Linked DNA regions of Mus musculus: all the other regions are linked to region 1. Evidence: chromatin contacts called from public promoter capture Hi-C data. All regions are on one chromosome and are shown on one strand. Each heading gives the region's core, a stretch centred on a gene start, on an enhancer-like site or on the middle of the called end of the contact. The rest is flanking DNA. Distances are from core to core; before and after follow the strand shown.

Region 1 (3,814 bases), core at 811-3,310:
CCCGACTCAGGCATTTCGTGGTAGTGATGGGAGGCTGGTAGCACACAGGCTACACACAGTGTGGCTTTTGGCCCAGTGGTGACTGAATGAGAGTCTACGACCTTCTGCCACTTCCCAAGAGCCTCACCTCAGTGAGTGTCCTCAGCCAAAATCCCTCTGCAGCATGACCTTATGTGAGGTTCAAAGAGAAGGGCAGCAAATAGCTGTGAATGATAATTTGAGGGCAAACAGGGCCAGTCAGCTCTTAGCTATGGAATCTTGCTCTTGGAGACTTGTCTGCCAACTGCCCCAGGGAATCAGGGATACGATACAAATTGAACACAGGGGGCTCCCAGCCAGGAGGCTGAGAGACACTTGAGGGGTTAGTGACACATTCAGTCACCAAGCTGGTCTGTAAGAATCAAGGTCTGAGCCAAGACCAAGGGGTGGAAGCTTGCTTTACACAGTGCACAGTGGTGGCCGCTCTGCAATTGGTCCACTTGCAATTGGGTTCCGGGCATGTACACTTTCCGGGCAGAGGCCAGAGCTGAGCGCTCCTGCCTGGGGATTCAGTTTAGTTCAAACAGATTTGACTCTTCTGCAGCGTTCTGACTGACTCCATGTTCTCCGGTCTCTTGGTTGCTGCTGCTATTCTTTGTCAGCAAGGCTCGTGTGCTGTGAGTCCAATTAATGTTAGGACTCCGCCCAGTGATGAGCCCAGGTTGGTGGAGAGGCCCCGCCCACCAGGCCTATACATAGCCTGATGCTTAGCAAACAGTCACGATGAGCAGCTGGATGGGCGAGTTATTGACTGAAGCCCCAGTAATTACCGGTTTACACTTCTCTTGAGTGTTTTCCCAGGGGTGCCCTCAACACATCTCCCATTTGCCTTGTCTGTCAGCAGGCTCCTTCCTGCTCACCAAGTCTATAAATAATACCCAAACTTACTCTTTGTTATTATTCTTCCTCTTTCTTTGTTTCTTTCTTTTGTTTGTTTGTTTCTTTCTTTTGTGATTTTTTTTTTTCAAGACAGGGTTTCTCTGTGTAGCCCTGACTGTCCTGAAACTTGCTCTGTAAACCAGGCTAGCCTCAAACTCAGGAATCTGTCTCTCTCTGCCTCCTGAGTGCTGGGATCAAAGGCGTGCACCCCCATGTCTGGCTACACACTTGCCTTTTTGATCCTCTTTGTGTGTGTGTGTGTGTGTGTGTGTGTGTGTGTGTGTGTGTGTGTGTGTGTGTCTTCTTTGGCTTGATTTTTTTCTCTCTCTCTCTCACATGTATCATATGTAAAACAATGTAACTAACTTGTTGCATACTTTTACTGTCGGGGCTTGAGGATGTAGCTCAGCTGTAGAGCAGCTTGCCCAGTGTGCACAGAGCCCAGAATTCCATCTCTTGAATCATGCAAGTTGGACATGGCTGTACACGCCTGGAATCCCAGCACTGAGGCGGTGAAGGCAGGCAGATCAAAGGACGCCCTTAAACTGCATAGTAAGATCAAGGCCAGCCTGAGCTACATGAGACCCTGCCTCAAGCAAACAGATAAGTCAACTGAACTTCTGGCCAGCAGAGGAAAAGAACACTCAGCAATGTCACATGGTTTTGCTACAGCCACAAGCCACCCTTTGTTTAACCATTTTCCAGGGTTTAGAGCTGTTATGGGACTAGGCATTGGGGAGGGGGGGGAGGTGTCTCCTAGCTAGGTGACCTGGTCATGGTAGAGATGGCACCCAGAATCAACACAGGTAAACGGCAAGACCAAGCTGCAGACCCTCACAGAGCATGTCCTCCCTGCTCTGACCGTGACCTGCAGTTGTTACAGAGAGGGACTGCATCCCAGGTCCACCTGCACAGTGTTCAAAGTGCCCAGCAGGCATGAATGTAAGAGCACTTAGGTGTTGTGTTGCTTTTTTTTTTTTTTTTACTGGGATTGTAGGCACCTGAATACAGGAAGAGACGCGTTTCCATAGGGCAGGCAGGGGCGGGGAGGACTCCTCCTGGCGTGTGTTTGTCCTGCTCTGTGTATTCAGCCAGCAGGCCTAACAAGGAAGCAAAGGGCACAGGGCCAGGCTCTGCAGCTAGTCTGAGACTGGGCAGCAACCGCTGAAGACGCAGGACCCTGAGCAGAACCAACTGTTGGAAACTGTGGGGGACCCAAGATACTCCCACCGACTTACCAGGTAACTGCCTCCAGACTCTTGAAGCTCCGCTGGAGTGTCTATTGCTCATGGTGTGGGGTCAGATAGAGGGTAGAATTTGACCCCATCTCTTACTCACTTGCTGTGTGGTCTTGGGCATGTGGAGTCTTGGTTTTCCTGTCTGTGAAATGGGACTTAGAGACTGCTCTTCGTAAAAAGCATCAGTGGCTGTGTGGACCTTGTTGGGTTGGATCAGCACAATGCACTCTGGTCTCTGTGGAGCAGTGGAGGGTCATCACAGGCTGAGGACCAGTGTCAGGCCAAGAATCTCACAGCCAAGCAGGCTTCAAATCTGTGGCTACAGGTGTTGTCTAAGGACCCGAGGAGACAGGGGGAGAGGCTCTTTAAGTGTCCACTGTGGGTCTGACTCTTCTATCTGGCATGTACTAAATTCAAGGCCTTGGGTTTTCCCATCACCCTCTGAACCATTTTGCTGCCTGGAAAATCCAGGATGCTCAGAGGATGGTCTCCATCCTGTCACAAGCTGGTCGGGTACCTTGGGGTCAGATTCCTTCAGCTTTATGGGCCTCTACTTGCTTGTCTGTACAATGGGGATCACCCCAAGTCTGAACTCAGTTTAGATGGCAAATGCACATGAAAGCCCATACATGTAAGAAACTTCAGTCTGTGTCAGGTGGCATCCACATTCCAATGCAGAGAACGAGGCTGGGGAGAGGGCTGGGGACTGGTCCCGAAGCTGCAGGGTGGGTGCTGTTGGATCCAAGTGACAGCCAAAAGGAGGGAAGCTGTGTTCACAAGGGACACCATAAGATTCAGTCGTCAAGACCAGCTAAAGCTGGGGGTGGTGGCACTCAGGAGGCAGAGGCAAGAAGGTCCCTGGTTTAAGGCCAGACTATTCTATGTGGCAAGTTCTAGACCAACCAGAGGGATATAGTGAGACCTTGTTGCAAACAAACAAACAAACAAACAAAGGCTGGAGAGGTGGTTCAGCATTTCAGAAACCATGTTGCTCTTGCAGAAGACCTGAGTTCTGTTCACAGCATCCATGTGACAGCTCACAACCATCTCTGTGATATGATGCCCTCTTCTGGCCCCTGTGAGCACTGCATGTGCATGCATACATATACATACATACATACATACATACATACATACATACATACATATGGGCAAATACTCATACACATAAAATAAAAACAAATTTTTAAAAGTTAAAAATATATAAAAGTAAAAAAATATATATAAAAGTATAAAAAAGGCAAGTACATCTTAAGACAAAATTCACAAGGTGAAAATTAATGCAAGACAATCTTTGATTAACAAAATCTCAATTCAGTAAAAATAAGACCAGAGACAGCATTAATCTTGATTTTCAAAAGCTGTGTTAAAGGGATTGGGGATTAAGGGTTTAGCTCAGTGGTAGCCTAGCAAACATGGGGCCTTGCATTCCACCCTCAACAATGTAGAAAAAAACAGTCAAAAAGGAGGCTCACACCCATAACCTTGCACTGAGGCAGAAGGATTGCAGTGAGTTGGAAGCCAGGCTGTTACATGGTATATTTCAACCTGCACAGTACTGTGAGAGCCCTCCTCAGAAAAGAAAAAGAAAGAGCCCTGCTTCATCCTGATGCCCGGGATTCTTGCCTTTCCTCGCACCTGAAGCCACTTCACCCTGG
Region 2 (3,814 bases), core at 657-3,156, 2.0 Mb before region 1:
CAAATGGGCTCATAATACCTATGTGAAGGTAAGGATACAGGTCAAACGCACAGGAATGAAGCATGTCCTGCTGTTGTTGATGGCCCTGGCTGAGGATGCCTTGAATTCCCCATCATCTTGGGTTACAGGCCTGTGTAGCCCATGCTGGGGACAAAACCCGGGCTTTTGTGCCTGTGAGACAAGTGCTCTGCCAACGGAACAACATCCCCAGCCCAGGAGGGAGGAGTGCAGGGCTGGCTATTTATTTTCACGAAGCTGAACAGCAACAGTGAGCAGAGCTGTAGCATCAGTCGATGTACAGACAGAGGCCGTATGCCGGAGAGACAGACTGCCGGAGAGACAGACTGCCCGGAACTGCGGGGATGCCTTTGGATGAAAGATTTAGTGGGGCTGGCTCAACTACTCACTTCCCCAGCGCTTTGTGGGGCAAGATTCTCAACTCAGATATTTACAAGTCATCTAAACAAGGAGTCGCCACAGACCCCAGCCCTGGATCCCACGCCCAACACTTGTTACTATCACAATGACAAGCAACATTTAATTCCGGCAAGCAGCCTCCCATTTAGCAACTGTTTCATGGCTCTTTTGTATCTACCATTCTATCACATTTTGAAAGAATAGGAGGGGACAGAAAAGCAACGACTGTGAGCTTCACTTTCCTTGTGATCTCTCCTCCTTCTCCCCAAGCCCCCGCATACAGTATGGGTGTGTGAAACCCAAAAGTTGATGTCACAATGTCCTTCTCCATCACCCACCCACTTTATTTGTGTGTGTGTGTGTGTGTGTGTGTGTGTGTGTGTGTGTGTGTGTGTGTGGAGTTGGAGTTGCTTGTCTTAGGGATGCTGGCCAGAGAACTACAGGGACCTTGCTGTCACCTCCTTGCCGTCTCTGGGGTTACAGGTACACGCTTTCATGCCTGTTTTTTTTGTTTGTTTTTGTTTTTTGTTTTTTGTTTTTTTATGTGGGTACTGGGTACTGAATTCAGGTCCTTATGCCTGTATTGCAAGTACCATCGTCACATCTCAGGCTCCAGTGCCCTTCTTGGGTTAGCAGTGTGCCATGCTATACATATGCTATAGGACCGTCTCTTGGTTCCTGGCCCAGACTTGCAGTTTGTACCAGAGTTCCAGTCCCCAGCGCCCAAAGGAACACGAAGGCAGTTCATGGGTGTCCTTATTGGAGTTAGCAAGAGTAGAGCCAAGGTCTAAGCTCTCTCTATTCAAGAGAAGTGAGTGCCCCAAGCCAGTCAGAATCCTTGAGAGCCACACTAAGCACCTTCAGGATGCAGAGAAAGAGAGAATGTTTAAGAAGTTTGCTGAGTGGTGAAGAGACACACAGTGGGGGCTTGGGCTGTCTGCCTCCTGCCGATTTCACCCCATCATTTCCAGTCATCTTGAAACCAACAACTGGTAAAGAGCAAAGCTTTCTCATTCCAAACCTGCCTGCCACTAATAACCTACCCTTCGTGTTCATTAGAGACCCAAAGATAAAAACAGTTGAGTCAACTGTTGCTCTCATGCACTCAGCCCCAATCAGTCACTCACCTTGGGCGCACCCTCTCTGATGCTGGTGCCTCTCATGGCTGTGATGTGAGCAGGGTCCTCGGAGTTCTGCCGCTGATATATCTGGTTCCAGGGACCAATGATGCAATATCACTGCATGCTGCTGGCTGGTTCCCAGGAGCTGGATTCTATGGAACTGTTTGCCAACACATGGAAACAGTCGAGATGATTCTTTCAAGTAAAGAGAGTCAAATGAAAGGAACGGGGGAGGCGGGGCCAGAGCTTCAGGCCACACCCACGCCTCCATGCCTGCTGTCCCACTTCATGGTAAGTGGAGGCTGACACTCCTTTGCTGTGTGAAACCACAAAAGAAGAAGAAGGAGAAAAAAAAAAAAAAAAAAAAACCCACCCTTCTGCTTTACAAGGTGAAGTTCCTACTTTGAGCAGCCCAGCGTAGGATCACACCGCATTCTTGTCCCTTGAAGACTAATGGAACAATTCCCACCCAGCGAGGCAACACATTTCCATGATGAAGCAAAGCTGCTGGACTTCCGCTGAGGGTCAGCATGTCTTCCTTCCTGTCCCCTGCGGTGTGACAGCTGGGGTAACAGGAGTAAACTGCCCTGCTCTGAACCCCACGTTTTCTACACCTTCACTCCAATTCTCCGTGGTTATATTTTAGCGGGCGCTGCTGAGAGCACCAGATACTGCCCCACACTTGGCTCTTTGTGTCAAGCGAGTGCTCTGAACTCATGAAGTGGAGTCCTCACGACTTCCCAAGTTTAAAGTTTCCCTCAACTCAGACCCAATATCCAGAGAGGAGCCACGGAGTACAAAAAAAAAAAAACCAAAAAACAAACAAAACCAAAACCAAAAACAAACAAACAAACAAACAACCCCAAAAAAACCAAACAAACAAATAAGAAAACAAAACAAAAACCCAAAACTAGCTTAGGCTTCATTTCATTTCAGCATAAGGGTCCCCTCTTCTAAGCAGCTCCTCCCAGCTCCCCTGGGATTCGATCTGTAGACCAGGCTGGCCTTAAACTCACCAAGACCCACCTATTTTTGCCTCCCAGGTGTGAGATTTAAAAAGCATGCCATAGCCAGACCACGGTGGCACTCTCCTTTGATACCAGCACTCCCAGAAAGCAGAGGCTGGCTAATCTCAGTGAGTTTAATGATAGCCTGACTTACAAAGTAAGTTTGGGGCCAGCCCCGAACTCAAAGTGGAAAAAAAAAGTAAATTTAAAAAAATTGAACCAGTGAGATGGTTCAGTGGGTGAAGCTGTCAGCTGCTAAGCTGAAAACTTGTTGGAGTTATTGGAATTACACGGTGGGAGAAGAGGACTCCTGCAAGCTGTCTTTCTGACCTCTGCATGCATACTGCCACTCGTGTGCATACTTCCCTCCCCAGATAAAATAAATGCAATCAAAACAAGCAAACAGATAGAATGCTGTCTCTATTTTAAATGGTCTTTAAGGAACCAGTGATCAGCAATCTGCAGGCGACAGTAGCGAAAGGGGGTGACAATGACTAGACAGGATGAACAGGCTCTAGACAAATGTAGAACCGGGCATGCTCCCACCCCCACATCTACAGTGCTGAGACAGGAGAACAGCTGCGACTTTAAGGCTGTTCTGGGCCACCTCAGAGTTCTAGGCCAGTCTGGACTACGGTGTGAATCTGTCTTAGCAAATAGAAGTAGCTGTCAGCCACATGCTCCCTGCCAAAGTCCACAGGGAAGAAGTAGTAATTTCCAGAAGGCTTTTCACAAGAGAGACACATTCTGAAAAGGGTGGGGTGCGTCAGATCAGAGGCAGTGCGAGCTCCATTTTAGGAAACGCTGTAGCTGCAGAGAGGAGTTGTGAATCATAAGAGCTTCAGCCCACTGCTCTGCACAGGGACAGATCAGAAGGCGTGCTCTCGCTCACCGAGCCAGGCATCCCTGGTAGCAGGCCACTCTCCATCAGTCATCCAGTTTTTAAAAAAACGTGTGTGGTGTTTTGCCCATATGTCTGTAAATGTGCAGGCAATGTCCACAGATGCCTGACGAAGGCGTCAGAGTCTCTGGAACTGCAGTTACAGACGGTGTTGAGCATCTTTTCAGCTGCTATGCCACTGACCTTAAGTCCAGATATTTACTGAAGTGATCCCCTCATGCCTGCTTCCTTCCTTCTTTCCTCCTTCCTTCCTTCTTTCTTCCCTTTCTTTATTTCTTATTTCTTGTTTTTGTTTTTTTTTTTTTCTTTCTTTGAGACAGAGTTTCTGTGTGTAATATTACTGGCTGACCTGAAACTCACTTTGTAGA
Region 3 (3,814 bases), core at 415-2,914, 1.5 Mb before region 1:
GGAATTGACTTCTTTCTCTCTTGTTTTCCTTGAGACAGTTCTAGGGAATACAGACAAATCTTGCTGCAGACATTGCCAGACCCTTCAATAATATGCTGAAAATCTACTTTGGGGCTGGGGAGATGACCCGGTAGGTAAAACACTTGATGTGAAATTCTGAAGACCCGAGGCTGATCTCTAGAACCCATGTAAAGAATCCAGAATTAGTAGCCCATATCTGGTGCAGAGAAGGCTCACAAAAGTGCCTGGCCATGGAAAGAAACCGTCTCAAAACTTAAAATTAAAATTAAAAGAATCGATTTGTGTCAATGACTGTTGTCATGGTCAGTGTTCTATTGCTATGAAGATAAGTCATTGCCACAGCAACTCTTATAAAGAAAAGCATTTATTTGGGACTGGCTAGCACATTCTGAGGTTTAGTCCAATCTCATCATGATGCGAAGTGTGATATCATACAGGCAGACATGGTGCTGAAGAAGTAGCTCAGGGTTCTACATCTGCACCAGCAGGCAGCAGGAGAGGGATACTGGGCCTGGCTTTTTTTGTTTGTTTGTTTGTTTGTTTTTGTCAACTCAATCCAAGCTAGAGTAATCTGATAGACACGAACCTCAATTGAGAAAATGCCTGTACCAAACTGACCATAGTCAAGCCTGTGGGGGCATTGTCTTGTTTAATGATTGTTGGGCAAGGGAGCAGACCACTATGGGTGGTACCACCCCTAGGAAGGTAGACGTTCATTCTCTTAGAGAGCAAGAAAGATGAGCAACCCATGGGAAGCAAGCCAGTAAACACCACTCTTCCATGGCTTCTGCTTCAGTTCCTGCCTCCAGGTTCTTGCTTTGAACTCCTTCCCTGACTTTGCCGGAAGATGGAAGGTAACCTGTGAGCTTAAGTAATCCTCTCCTCCCCCAGTTGCTCTTGGTCATTGTATTTATTTCACCGATAGGAACCCTGACTAAGACAGAGGTGAGGTTTATTTTGGCTCAGTGTTTGAGGGATGAAGTCCACCATGATGCAAGAGGCTCTGTGGTGTCAGGAATGAATGGCAGCTTATTGCACAGATCTTAGTACATGTGAGTGTCTAATATACCCTCAGTGACGCAGTCCCTCTAGCGAGGCTCCATCTCCCACAAGCCCAGCAGCTTGGGATCAAGCCTTTAGATATAAGAGCCTGTGAAGGACATTTTACATGCCAGCTGTGACACTTCAGATTTGGCCTGATGACTCTGCTTTTCAGAGAACCTCAGGTAGTACTGGGGTTTTTTTCTGGCATGTTGGGCTGGTGTTGGCATCTAACCCCGGGGCTCGGCAGTCTGTTTGGGTAGAGCACCTGGAGATGCATTAAGTAGGGTTTATTCATTCAAACCCATAGATCGATTATACCCAAGTCCTGCCATCCCATCTGAACCCTGAAACACTTCAAACACATTTTGAGTTTTAAAAGAAGAAAGGGGTTGCCACCTTCAGTGATGTCGAGGCCTGTGTGATCTCTGCTGTTTCTCCGACTGAGATTAGGACCCACGGGAAACAGAAAGGGAATAAACACCGACGTTTCTCAAGAGCGCATGCGTGCAGCCAGCCAACCAAATGTGATCCCTCAGAGAGCAGGCGCCCGAGGATTCAGTTTGTTCCTGTTTTGTTGGTGAGAACTCCGAGGCCTCCTAACTCATCAACCGCAGAAGCTGAGTTGAGATTTCACTCTGGGGGAGCCAGGTGGGGCTGTGTGACCCCCCCCCCCCCATCAACCCTACAGAGGAGGGGAAGAACTTCAGGCATGAGGTGGATAGGATGGATGGCTGGGACATGATGGTCTGCTGATTTCTTGTTCAAAGATGACTTGTGGGAGCCTAGGCTAGGATTCTAGCGTGTTCCTTTCTGGATCGCCAAGGGAAGAGTTATTAAGGAACCGGCACTCGCCATAGGAGCTATGGATGTATCAATGAGGAGACGACTTTAACTCGGTAGCTATTCCCACTGGCACCAGCCGCCGTTGGTCTCGTATCACTGGGGATGTTCATGTGTCCCTGGAGACATGACATAACACTATTCTGTCCTGTCAAGCTTCTGCCTTTCCACCGCGCATGGCTCCTGTCCCCAACTCAGGCTTGGTTGTCCTGAACTGTATGAGCCATCTGGGACAGTGGATTTGAAAGACAGATGGCGACATACAGTATTCTCATGACTAGGGGACTCACCTCCCCATCTTTAGTTAGACACGGCTAAAGTAGGCACAGCCATAGGAGAATGGTTCTGGCTACTCCCTCCCCCCTCTCTAATGGCAATGGCTCCCAGTGAAATCTCACAACGTAACACCTGACGTATTAGAATTTTATGCATTTATTTTTCAGTGTGCTGGGTATAAATATGCAAGTGCTGACATGGGCTGCATTTTTCAATTTTATGGCCAAGTGACGTCTACAGCCGACTGATAAATGGAAGCTTTGAGGTAGGAGAGTTGGGCTAAGATTTTTCTCTCTCTTTCTCTCCAATTACTCAAAGGAGGAGAAAAGTTTTAGACAGAGATAAATGGAAGATATCCACTGCCTGCAGATATATGACTCCCCAGATCTCCTGTCTGGGTAAATCAGAGCTTCTCATGGCTACAGATAATGAGATAATTAAAAAGTAGTAAATATAAGTGTGGATTGCTGTCTACCATTAAGCCCAGAAAGGGCTTCTGATCATGAAACACTGGCTCTGTATTTTGAAACATCATATCAATTATAAGAGACACTTTTACAGATCGCTCTAAGAGATATTTACATAAAACTATATTTCTATACACTACAGAAAATACCCCAAGTATAGATTTAATCAAAACTGTAAATAAGACTAAAGGTAGGCTGTAAGGGTGAAATATGCAGCTGTAAAAATCTTAGCAAAAATTTAAATCAGTTTCATTCTGAATTATATTGGCCTTCATATCTCTTACATCTCCCTCAGCCCCCAGCCTCCTTTTCTACTACTTCACCTTAATCCTCTTACACTGGAGATGAGACATTTGGGGGGATAAATGTCACGGTGGCTTTATGCTTGCTTCTTTCTGTGTTTGTGGAGGAGGGGGTTTAAAAGTGGAGGGTGTATTTTTTTACTCCACAGTGCACTATCCTGGTCCTTAGTCACTTACGAGGTCCTATGAGTGATGGGACGGATACAGGTTTGGGTGTGAGCTGACTATGGGCTGACTCCTATTTGAGACCAGCTTCTCATGCCAGCTTATGCTCTGTGGGAAGAGGACTGGCAGACAGTGAAAGATTTCAGCCTTTGAGCTGTGCTACGGAACGTAGAGTCTGTTTAGCACACTGCAAGGGGTTGCTGGTTAGCAGCACAGAGTAACAGTAGTCTGAGGCAGTGGGCCGTGGGGGTCTTCATTTGGAGACTCCTTGGGTGTCCTAGCATGTCACTCCCATCACATGAATGGAAGTGGTCCAGACTGGTTGGCGTTTCTGACCTGGGATGTTAGCCCAAATTATAGAGTTTCAGTCTCCGCCATGCAGATGAAGGCTATGCAAATGAGAGCTATGCAAATGAGGGCATTTCTGATTGGCCCACGTTCTTACCTCGGGCAGAAGCTTGGATTACAGTGCTCCAACACGGAAGTATTATTGGTCCATTGTGCTCCTGGGTCCCTGATTGGTGGGAGATGAGGACAGTCTGATTGGGAGTCTTGCCATCTGAATGTGAAGTGTCCCCCATAGGTTGGGACACTTGGTTCTAAGATGGTTGTGCTTTTTAGGAAAGGACTGTGAACCTTTAAGAGGTGGAAACTGGGATAACATTTGAAATGTAAATAAATAAAATAATCAATAACAAT

What was found. Promoter capture Hi-C pulls out the DNA fragments that hold promoters and counts their contacts.
Region 2: a promoter capture Hi-C map of embryonic stem cells shows a contact between it and region 1, with 4 times the contacts expected there. The contact joins the promoter of Cass4 here to the promoter of Bcas1 in region 1. A contact is called at or near these places in 3 of 39 promoter capture datasets (the C10 cell line, cranial neural crest and embryonic stem cells) and 1 of 115 datasets of contacts at active chromatin or transcription factors (microglia).
Region 3: a promoter capture Hi-C map of hippocampal neurons shows a contact between it and region 1, with 6 times the contacts expected there. The contact joins the promoter of 1700028P15Rik here to the promoter of Bcas1 in region 1. A contact is called at or near these places in 2 of 39 promoter capture datasets (hippocampal neurons and stem cell-derived epiblast-like cells).

Annotation. Positions count from the first base shown.
Region 1 is chr2:170,426,091-170,429,904 of GRCm38.p6, reverse strand. It overlaps Bcas1 (breast carcinoma amplified sequence 1), which reads left to right and starts at 2,060. Exons shown (of 13, transcript NM_029815.2): 1 at 2,060-2,159.
Region 2 is chr2:172,391,736-172,395,549 of GRCm38.p6, reverse strand. Cass4 (Cas scaffolding protein family member 4) reads right to left here and starts at 1,906. Exons shown (of 7, transcript NM_001080820.3): 1 at 1,545-1,906. The coding sequence starts at 1,580.
Region 3 is chr2:171,960,649-171,964,462 of GRCm38.p6, reverse strand. It overlaps 1700028P15Rik (RIKEN cDNA 1700028P15 gene), which reads left to right and starts at 1,664. Exons shown (of 6, transcript NR_040509.1): 1 at 1,664-1,713; 2 at 1,833-1,961; 3 at 2,349-2,446. Gm40005 (a long non-coding RNA gene) reads right to left here and starts at 2,301. Exons shown (of 2, transcript XR_867055.3): 1 at 1,462-2,301.